Regions from separate parts of the Macaca mulatta genome. Here region 1 is linked to region 2. The links are chromatin contacts, called in public Hi-C maps. All regions are on one chromosome and are shown on one strand. Each heading gives the region's core, a stretch centred on a gene start, on an enhancer-like site or on the middle of the called end of the contact. The rest is flanking DNA. Distances are from core to core; before and after follow the strand shown. Region 1 overlaps LOC106994412 (a long non-coding RNA gene). Region 2 holds the start of MTCL1 (microtubule crosslinking factor 1).

What was found. A called contact is a pair of places that touch in the nucleus more often than the background predicts.
Region 1: a contact with region 2 is called in a Hi-C map of fetal cortical plate, with 1.8 times the contacts expected there. The contact joins the enhancer-like site here to the promoter of MTCL1 in region 2. A contact is called at or near these places in 5 of 14 Hi-C or Micro-C datasets (CD4 T cells, fetal cortex germinal zone, fetal cortical plate and 2 more).

What each region holds. Positions count from the first base shown.
Region 1 is chr18:80,006,919-80,010,859 of T2T-MMU8v2.0, forward strand. All of the region lies in intron 4 of LOC106994412 (a long non-coding RNA gene), which reads left to right. Among named protein-coding and RNA genes, the nearest start is that of NDUFV2, 94 kb to the right of the region's middle. Within about 2 kb of position 2,648, at least 6 of the 40 cell types and tissues checked have an H3K27ac peak or open chromatin away from gene starts, as enhancers often do. A contact at or near this core is called in fetal cortex germinal zone and fetal cortical plate, where this site is marked.
Region 2 is chr18:79,740,135-79,744,219 of T2T-MMU8v2.0, forward strand. MTCL1 (microtubule crosslinking factor 1) reads left to right here and starts at 1,448. Exons shown (of 15, transcript XM_077975241.1): 1 at 1,448-2,713. The coding sequence starts at 1,661.

The sequences.
Region 1 (3,941 bases), core at 1,398-3,897, 270 kb after region 2:
TCAAACAACTCTGCAAAGTAGGCAGTACAGGTCCTGTGTTAGTTTTCTATCGCTATGTAACAAATCCTCACAAACCTGGTGGCTTAAAATAGGACCCACTTATTATCTCATGGTTTTCATGGGTCAAGGAGTCCAGCATGGCTCAGCTGGGTCCCTTGCTCAGAGTCTCTCAAGGCTGAGACACCACCAAGGTGTCAGCTGGGCTGTGATCTCGTCTCGTCTCGTCTCGTCTCGTCTCGTCTCGTCTCATCTCATCTCACTGAAGTCTTCGTCCAAGCCCACTAGTGGCTGGTTCCAGAGATGACCTGCCCCCCCTGCAATGGCAGCCAGCGTTCCTGATGGGTATAGGACTGAGGTTCCTGCTTTCTTGCTGGTTGTCAGCTGGAGCTGCTCTAAGCTCCTAGCGGCTGCCTATCATTCTCTGCTGTGTGGTCTTCTCCACAGCAAGGCATCTTGCTTCTTCAGTCCCAGCACTTTGGGAGGCTGAGGCAGAAGCGTCGTTTGAGATCAGGAGTTTGAGAGCAGCCTGGGCAACAGAGTGAGACCCCATCTCTAAATAAATAAATAAATAAATGCCATCAGGAGAGTATTCCTGACTCCCATTTGTCTCTGGCTTCTGGACCCTCTTTTCAAAGACTCACCTAACTAGGCCAGGTTCACCCAGGATAACCTCCCCTCCATTAACTCAGAATCAACAGATTGGATACTCTAGTGGCAGAAACCCTTCACCTTTGCCATACCATGAAAGATAATCATGGGTGTGATGTCCCACCATATTCACAGGTCCCATGACACTCAGGGCAGGGGGTTATCCAGGGGGTGTATACCAGGAGGAAGGCCCAGGACTCTGCCCACCACAAGCCCTGCTTTAGCCTGATTTAGAAGTCATGAGTTACCTGTCTAAAGTCCCATGGGGGACAGATAGTGACACTGGACCTTCCCTCAAGCAAAGGTCCTGAACCCACCTTGGGGAGAAATAGCCCTTTCTAGACAAGTCTAAGTTTCTTCTTACACATCACAGCTCTGTTCTAACAGCAAACTTCACAATCTCAAAATGAACCCTTTATGAGGTCATCTGGAGCACCTGCAGTTCCTAATACTTTACTACATGTCAAATTCACTGCGGCTCAATCCAGACCCAGATTCCCCTGGGAGTCCCCCCTCGGTACAAGTCAGTCAACTCTGAGCCTGTGCCATCAATTACCCAGAAACCAGCTGACAAAATTGACTAATAATGGCATGCACACCAGGGAACAGATCTCCTGACTCGATTCTATTTCCTTTCTCTCTGCCCCCGCTCTGTCTTTGCCCAGGCATCACACCATTGCTCACAAAGCTTCGCCACCTGGACAGTTTCCCACTCAGTTTGTGATAATTCTTCTCTTGCCTGACTTGGGCCTCACCCAGATTAAGTACTCAAGAAAAATCTTGGCGTGAACTCTTCTTGCTTGGTAATAAGCACATCTCAGACTACCTTAATCTTCTCCCCCTAAGTTTCAAGTGCTGGGGGTGCTTAAGTTAACCGATGTTTGATGCGTGCAGAGCTGTGTGCATTTAGTCCCTCAGTCTCTCCCCAGGTGAGCCTGGAGAGTGAGTATCTCTACTCATTGGCTCAGACACTTACCTCTTTTCTCTACGCAGGTAGCCACATGCTGAGCTTTTCCTACTCTAGAGAGCACAGTGCAAGGATCTCCAGTCTGTTGGGCACCTACTAAATGTCATATCCATATACGTGCAATGATCTATCACCTTTTATAGTTGTAGAATCTGAGGCTCAGAGAGATCGGATTGCTTGTCTGAGGTCACACTGCTGTTGGTATTGCAGCCAGGAGTTGAACTCAAGACTGTGTTTTGGCAAAGCCGTCCTCTTTCCATACTTACTGTTAAATTGTTTTGTTTTGTTTTGTTTTCTTAAACCAAGTGTAGTCCCAACAACGTTGAACAGCGTTTAGGTAGGTAAAAGCTTTGAGGGGACCTTTTAGGGTTTTGATGAGACTTCTTAACAGATATGCATTTCTCAAACATGACAACGTAACATTCATATTAAACATAAAACTTGGTATTTCCATAGAATTTTTCTTTTCTTTTCTTTTTTTTTTTTTTTGAGATGGAGTCTTGCTCTGTCACCCAGGCTGGAGTGCAGTGGCCGGATCTCAGCTCACTGCAAGCTCCTCCTCTCGGGTTCACGCCATTCTCCTGCCTCAGCCTCCCGAGTAGCTGGGACTACAGGCAGCCGCCACTTCGCCCGGCTAATTTTTTGTATTTTTTAGTAGAGACGGGGTTTCACCGTATTAGCCAGGATGGTCTCGATCTCCTGACCTCATGATCCGCCCGTCTCGGCCTCCCAAAGTGCTGGGATTACAGGCTTGAGCCACCGCGCCCGGCCTTCCATAGAATTTTTCATACATTTCTGCATCGTAGTGCATGTGTTTGCCTGAGACATATTAGTCTTTCAGGAAATATTTGAAGACAGAAAGGCAGGATGAGAGGAGAGGAAGGCGGTGGGGATGTGTGGGGTGCTGGTGGGCTGTGTGTTGGGGGGTGGGGGATGCCTGCTACCCTGAGCCTGAGAGCTGCAGAGCCGCTCTGGTACCAGCGAGGACTGGTACATCCTTGCTGCTTCAGCATGCTTCTATCGCCACCTAGCCACCTCGGGGAGAAATGCCCTCTCTGGGCAAGTCCGTCCAGACTTGAATGTTGTTTGCCCACTTACAGGTGGGTAGCTTTAGACCATGAAACTTGGAGAGTCCTTAGTCCTTCCCACAATGGACGCCTGTGCGCCCTGTCTTTTTTTTTAATTAGTGGCTTTCTTTAGCAGTTGATTCCAAGGCCTATTACATTTAAAGATAAATTTTTGAAAATTGGTATCACTGAGGATTGGTACCATTAAGGCTTCTCCGCACAAAAGAAGGGGATTGTTACTCCTTTGAGAGCCCTCTCCTGTGGGAGTGCCTGACACTGCCATGGACCCTCCCCGTGCACATGTCCATATCCAGATCAAATGTGGTCTCCATGAAACTTGTGAAGCAACAGCTTCCATTTAATCAACACTTGCCGTGTGCTGGGGGCTTTATGAGTGTTTTCTCATGTAATTCTCACAGAAATCTTCTGAGGTAGGTATGGTTAAGGGCACCGAGGCACAGTGAGGTCCTGGAGCTGGTCCATGGCAAAGCTGGGATTTGAACCCAATTGGTCTCTTCCCCAGGCCCATGACCCTCCTCTCATCCAGCGTCTCTTGATTTCCCCAACCAAAGTGTCATCTCTCTGCTCTGCAAGCACTTCCTTTCTGTCTCCTAATGCCATTCAGATTATATTTTCTCTTTCTCTAAACCAGAGACTCCAACTCCAGGAGGGACATCGTCCTTTGCTGTGTTGTGTGTGCACACACAGATTCTCACTTGAGGTGGTTACTCAATTCATTCATCCAGGTTGTGAAATTGCAGCAGCTTCAATTTGTTGTTCTATTTCAGTCATTCTGAGGTGGTATCTCCCAAGGTATATAAGGATCCCTGGTGTCAGACAACAGCCCAGGGAATTGTTATTTGCATTCTAATCTGTTCTCGTAGGAGGAGGATGGTCAACTAGTGGTGCTCTATGTAACAAAGGCAGACATGGGATTGACCACTGAGAGAGGCAGAGGGGAAGAGAGACCTGCAGCCAGACTGGAGGCAGGACCACCTGGGAACAGTGAGTCTTGGTTCACATATTTTGAGGAAACTGATCAGCAGGCAGGGAGCAAAGAGTTCCGTCAGCTCCATCCTGGAGCAGGCTGAGTAGAGGCATCAAGAAAACACTCATACAGCCCCCAGCACACGGCAAGTGTTGATTAAATGGAAGCTGTTGCTTCACAAGTTTCATGGAGACCACATTTGATCTGGATATGGACATGTGCACGGGGAGGGTCCATGGCAAACCAGGGACAATGTCACTGGTTTGCTGAC
Region 2 (4,085 bases), core at 198-2,697:
CTAATCCCTAACCCACCTGCCTCCCCGCCTAGGGGCCCTGCTCTCTGCAGGCTCTACTGTGTCCTGGGCCCTCAGCTGCGAGACCAACCCGTCCTTCCAGGAAAATGCAAGCCTTCCAAGGCGGGGTTACGCTCCCGCCCTCCACCTTGTAATTATTACCTGACCCTCTGTCTCCTGCAACGCCAGGGCTAGAGGACAGGCTGGCCCTTATTCCTATGGACACTGGCCAACATCCAACGCCTGGGACATAAACTGCACCCAATGGGATGTGAACTGCACTTTACAGTTTGCACGGTGTGTTCTGGTATTTGCTCAATCTTCACACACACTCAGGTGGCAGTACGTTTTAATGATGCAGGCGAGGGAACTGGGGCTCAGAAAGGTCTAGTGCCTTCAAGAGGTAGAACCGGTGCCCGGGCTCCGGGCTGTCTAAGCGGAGAGCCTGCAGGACTCGGAATCCTGAGGACCTGAGTTTAAGCCCGCTCAGCCAGGCACTGGGTGAGGCATCGCAGGCAAGTGACTTCACCTCCCTGCGCCGGTGCCCTAGTCTTTACCGAAGACAGCAATTCCAATCCGGGACTGTGGTGAGGTTTAAATAAAACAATGCCCAGTAAGTGGCCAGCAGGCCTGGCTCGCAGCCGGAACTATAAATGCGAGTTCCCTTTCTGACCCCAGCTTGGCAAAGGCTTCTCCTGTTTGGGCAGCAGCTCCTCCTCTTCTGAACTCCCGAGGCCACAGGGGTGCCAACTGTGGAGCGCCCGCCGTGCCATTTTGACGCGAGAGCTGTGTCTGGTACCAGCGATCCTTAAAGGAGCTCGGGGACCAGGGGCACAGCTTAGACAGGACGCGGGGGAGGGGACGGGCCTCGGGGAAGCGGGCGGCGGATGGAGGGGCACAAGGGGGGCGTTGTCAGCCGCCGCACATGCCTTCCCCAAGTGGCCGGTGCCGCCCCTTGCCCCCACTTCGCCTCCGCCTCTTCCCTTCCTCCCTAGCTCCTGGCAGCGTCTCTAGGGCCTCAAAAAGCAAGGAGGTCCCCGGGCGGCGAGGGCGCGGGGACCCAGCCTGCGCCTGCTCCCAAGGGCGCGCAGGCCCCGCCCCGTCCCTGCCGGGCGCCCGCCCCCCGGGAAGCGCAAGCCCCGCCCCTTCCCTCGCCCCTCCCCCGCGCGGCGCCGGCTGGCTGGAGGCGGGGCATGCGCACGGGCAGCGGGCGAGGGCGCGGGGCGGCGGGGCGCGCGCGTGCGGCTTCTCTCAGCCGGGAGCGGCGGGGGCGGGCGCGGGCCGTAGCGGGCCGGCGGTGGGCGGGGAGCGGGACGCGGGAGCCGGGCGCGCGCCGCCAGCGCCGCCGCGGCACCGGTGACCGCGAACCCGGAGCGCGGGGTCCGGGGATGCGAGCGGCCAGGAGCCGCCGCGCTGCTGAGCCGGGAGAACTCGATCCACGGTGACATCAGCGAGGGGCGAGCGCGGCGGCGGCGAACCCCGCGGGAATCCTTGGGGCCGGGGTGCGGGGGGCGGGGAACGGCGGGAGCGCGGGGCGCAGCCCGGGCGGGGCTGGGACAGTGATGAGCGAGTGCGCGGGGAGGCTGCACGCCGCCGCCGCCGCCGCCGCAGCCGTCGCCGCCCGGAGCGTCTGCCGCCTGAGCTGCTGCCCGCGGACCCCGCCATGGAGACGCTGAACGGCCCCGCGGGCGGAGGCGCCCCGGACGCGAAGCTGCAGCCGCCCGGCCAGCACCACCGCCACCACCACCTCCACCCGGTGGCCGACAGGCGGCGGCTGCACCGAGCGCCCTCGCCCGCCAGACCCTTCCTTAAGGACCTGCACGCCCGGCCCGCCGCGCCCGGCCCGGCCGTCCCCTCCTCGGGCCGAGCCCCGGCGTCCGCCGCCCCGCGCTCGCCCAACCTCGCGGGCAAGGCGCCGCCCTCGCCGGGGTCCCTGGCCGCGCCCGGCCGCCTCTCCCGGCGCAGCGGCGGCGTCCCGGGCGCGAAGGACAAGCCCCCGCCGGGCGCCGGGGCCAGAGCGGCGGGCGGTGCCAAGGCTGCCCTGGGAAGCAGGAGGGCGGCGCGCGTGGCGCCCGCGGAGCCGCTGTCCCGGGCTGGGAAGCCTCCCGGAGCCGAGCCGCCGCCCGCCGCTGCCAAGGGCCGCAAAGCCAAGCGCGGCTCCCGGGCGCCACCCGCCCGCACCATCGTTCCCCCGACCCCGGCCGCCCGGATCCCTGCCGTGACCCTCGCGGTGACCTCGGTGGCCGGGTCTCCGGTCCGCTGCTCGCGCATCAGCCACACGGACAGCAGCTCCGACCTCTCCGACTGCCCCTCCGAACCCCTGTCCGACGAGCAGCGCCTGCTCCCTGCCGCCAGCAGCGACGCCGAATCTGGCACGGGCTCCAGCGACCGAGAACCCCCCCGAGGAGCGCCGACGCCGAGCCCCGCAGCCCGAGGAGCGCCGCCGGGCAGCCCCGAGCCCCCAGCGCTCCTCGCCGCGCCCCTCGCCGCGGGCTCCTGTCCCGGGGGCCGGAGCATCCCGGGCGGGGTTTCCGGGGGTTTCGCGGGGCCCGGCGCGGCGGAGGATGCCCGGGGTCGCGCACCGCCGGAGCGACCAGTCCCCGGGACCCCCAAGGAGCCCAGCCTGGGCGAGCAGCCTCGGCTTGTGCCAGCGGCGGAGGAAGAGGAGCTGCTGCGGGAGATGGAGGAGCTGCGCTCGGAGAACGACTATCTCAAGGTGAGCCGCGCCTCGGCCGCAGGTGTCCCGGGGCGCCCCCGGAGGGCCTGGCTGCGGCGGGGACCCGCCAACCCCGCCTTCCTGGGCCTGTCCAGCGCCTTCTCCCTCCTGCCCTCCACGGTCCTGCCCCCGCATTGTCAGGCATTGGGAACTTAAGCCTAAACTTCTGGAAGGAGCAGCAAGACCTGGGGGTCTCCGCCAGTTCGCAACCCACTTCGCTGTTCTCGCGTCTAGAACTCTTGCTTCTCTTCGCTGCTACTTTTACTTTTGTTGACCTGTTGGGGCCTAGGAGGCTGTAATCGTTTTGGGGACATCAGCCGACACCCCCGTCCCCGCTCAGAACGTGCCAGCCTCACTTGTGGGAACAGGTGATCCTTCGCCAGGGAGCTCTAGCCGGGCCACGTGCAGGCGTGGCGGTTCAGGACAATGCCACTGGGGGGCCTCGGCTGCGGACCCGCCCGCCGCTTCTGCAATAACAGAAAGAGCTGGGGGCCCTCGGGGTCTCCTGGGCTCCGACATCCCGGGTGGAGGGGGCCGCGCTGTTTTCGGTGACCAAGCTGAAGCTCAGTAGTGGTCCTTGGAGTGTGGCCCGGGTTGAGGAGCAACAGTGTTGCGCCGGCCAGTCCTTTGTAAGCATCTAGGAGCCGGCTTTCTGTGTCAGGAGAGGCCACGCCAGCACTTTCTAAGGAATCGCGGCGCCTGCTGCACTCTCTGAGTATTTTCCGGCAGGGCCTGCCGGCAGTGGCCTCTTAGTCGCCTTAGCACTGAGTGCTTAATCCGGCTCCATCTTTTCTCCACGGAGGGGGGCTGACGCTGCAGACGGGGTTCCCGGGGTCAGGACGATCCAGGTGACTTGAGAGAAAATAAGGGGAGTTGTACTGATAGCAACTGTTTTATTTATTGTAATCTTCAGGTTCGTAAACAACTCCGGTGGTATAAATCTGTGTATCTGTTAAGTCTTAGTGAGCAGCCTTCAAACCCAGGGGTGTGGCCCTGCGTCTTCAGGGGGTTATGTGATTTGAGCTGTTTTCTCGTTTTTGGCTAATGGGATTGAGGACTGGGTTTTAAGGTGAACGGTGGTGAAGTCTGCAGTTCACAATCAGAGCACGTTAACACTGCTGGGTGGTCCCAAGCCTAAATTTCTTATGGAGCTGCTCCAACCAGCTGAGCCTTGTAGTTATTTTACTTTGTGCAAGAAGTAACAGTGAGGCAGAGAAAGAGAGGTGACAAAATAAAGATTGGGGCTTACAGCAAGATGTCTCAGATAGTATGTTTGCTTTTGTCACTTACTCTTAGGTAATAGACAACGGAGTGAAGTTCAAAGGCAACTATGTTGTGGGTGACTCCATCATGAAAGCAGCTGTTTTGTAAA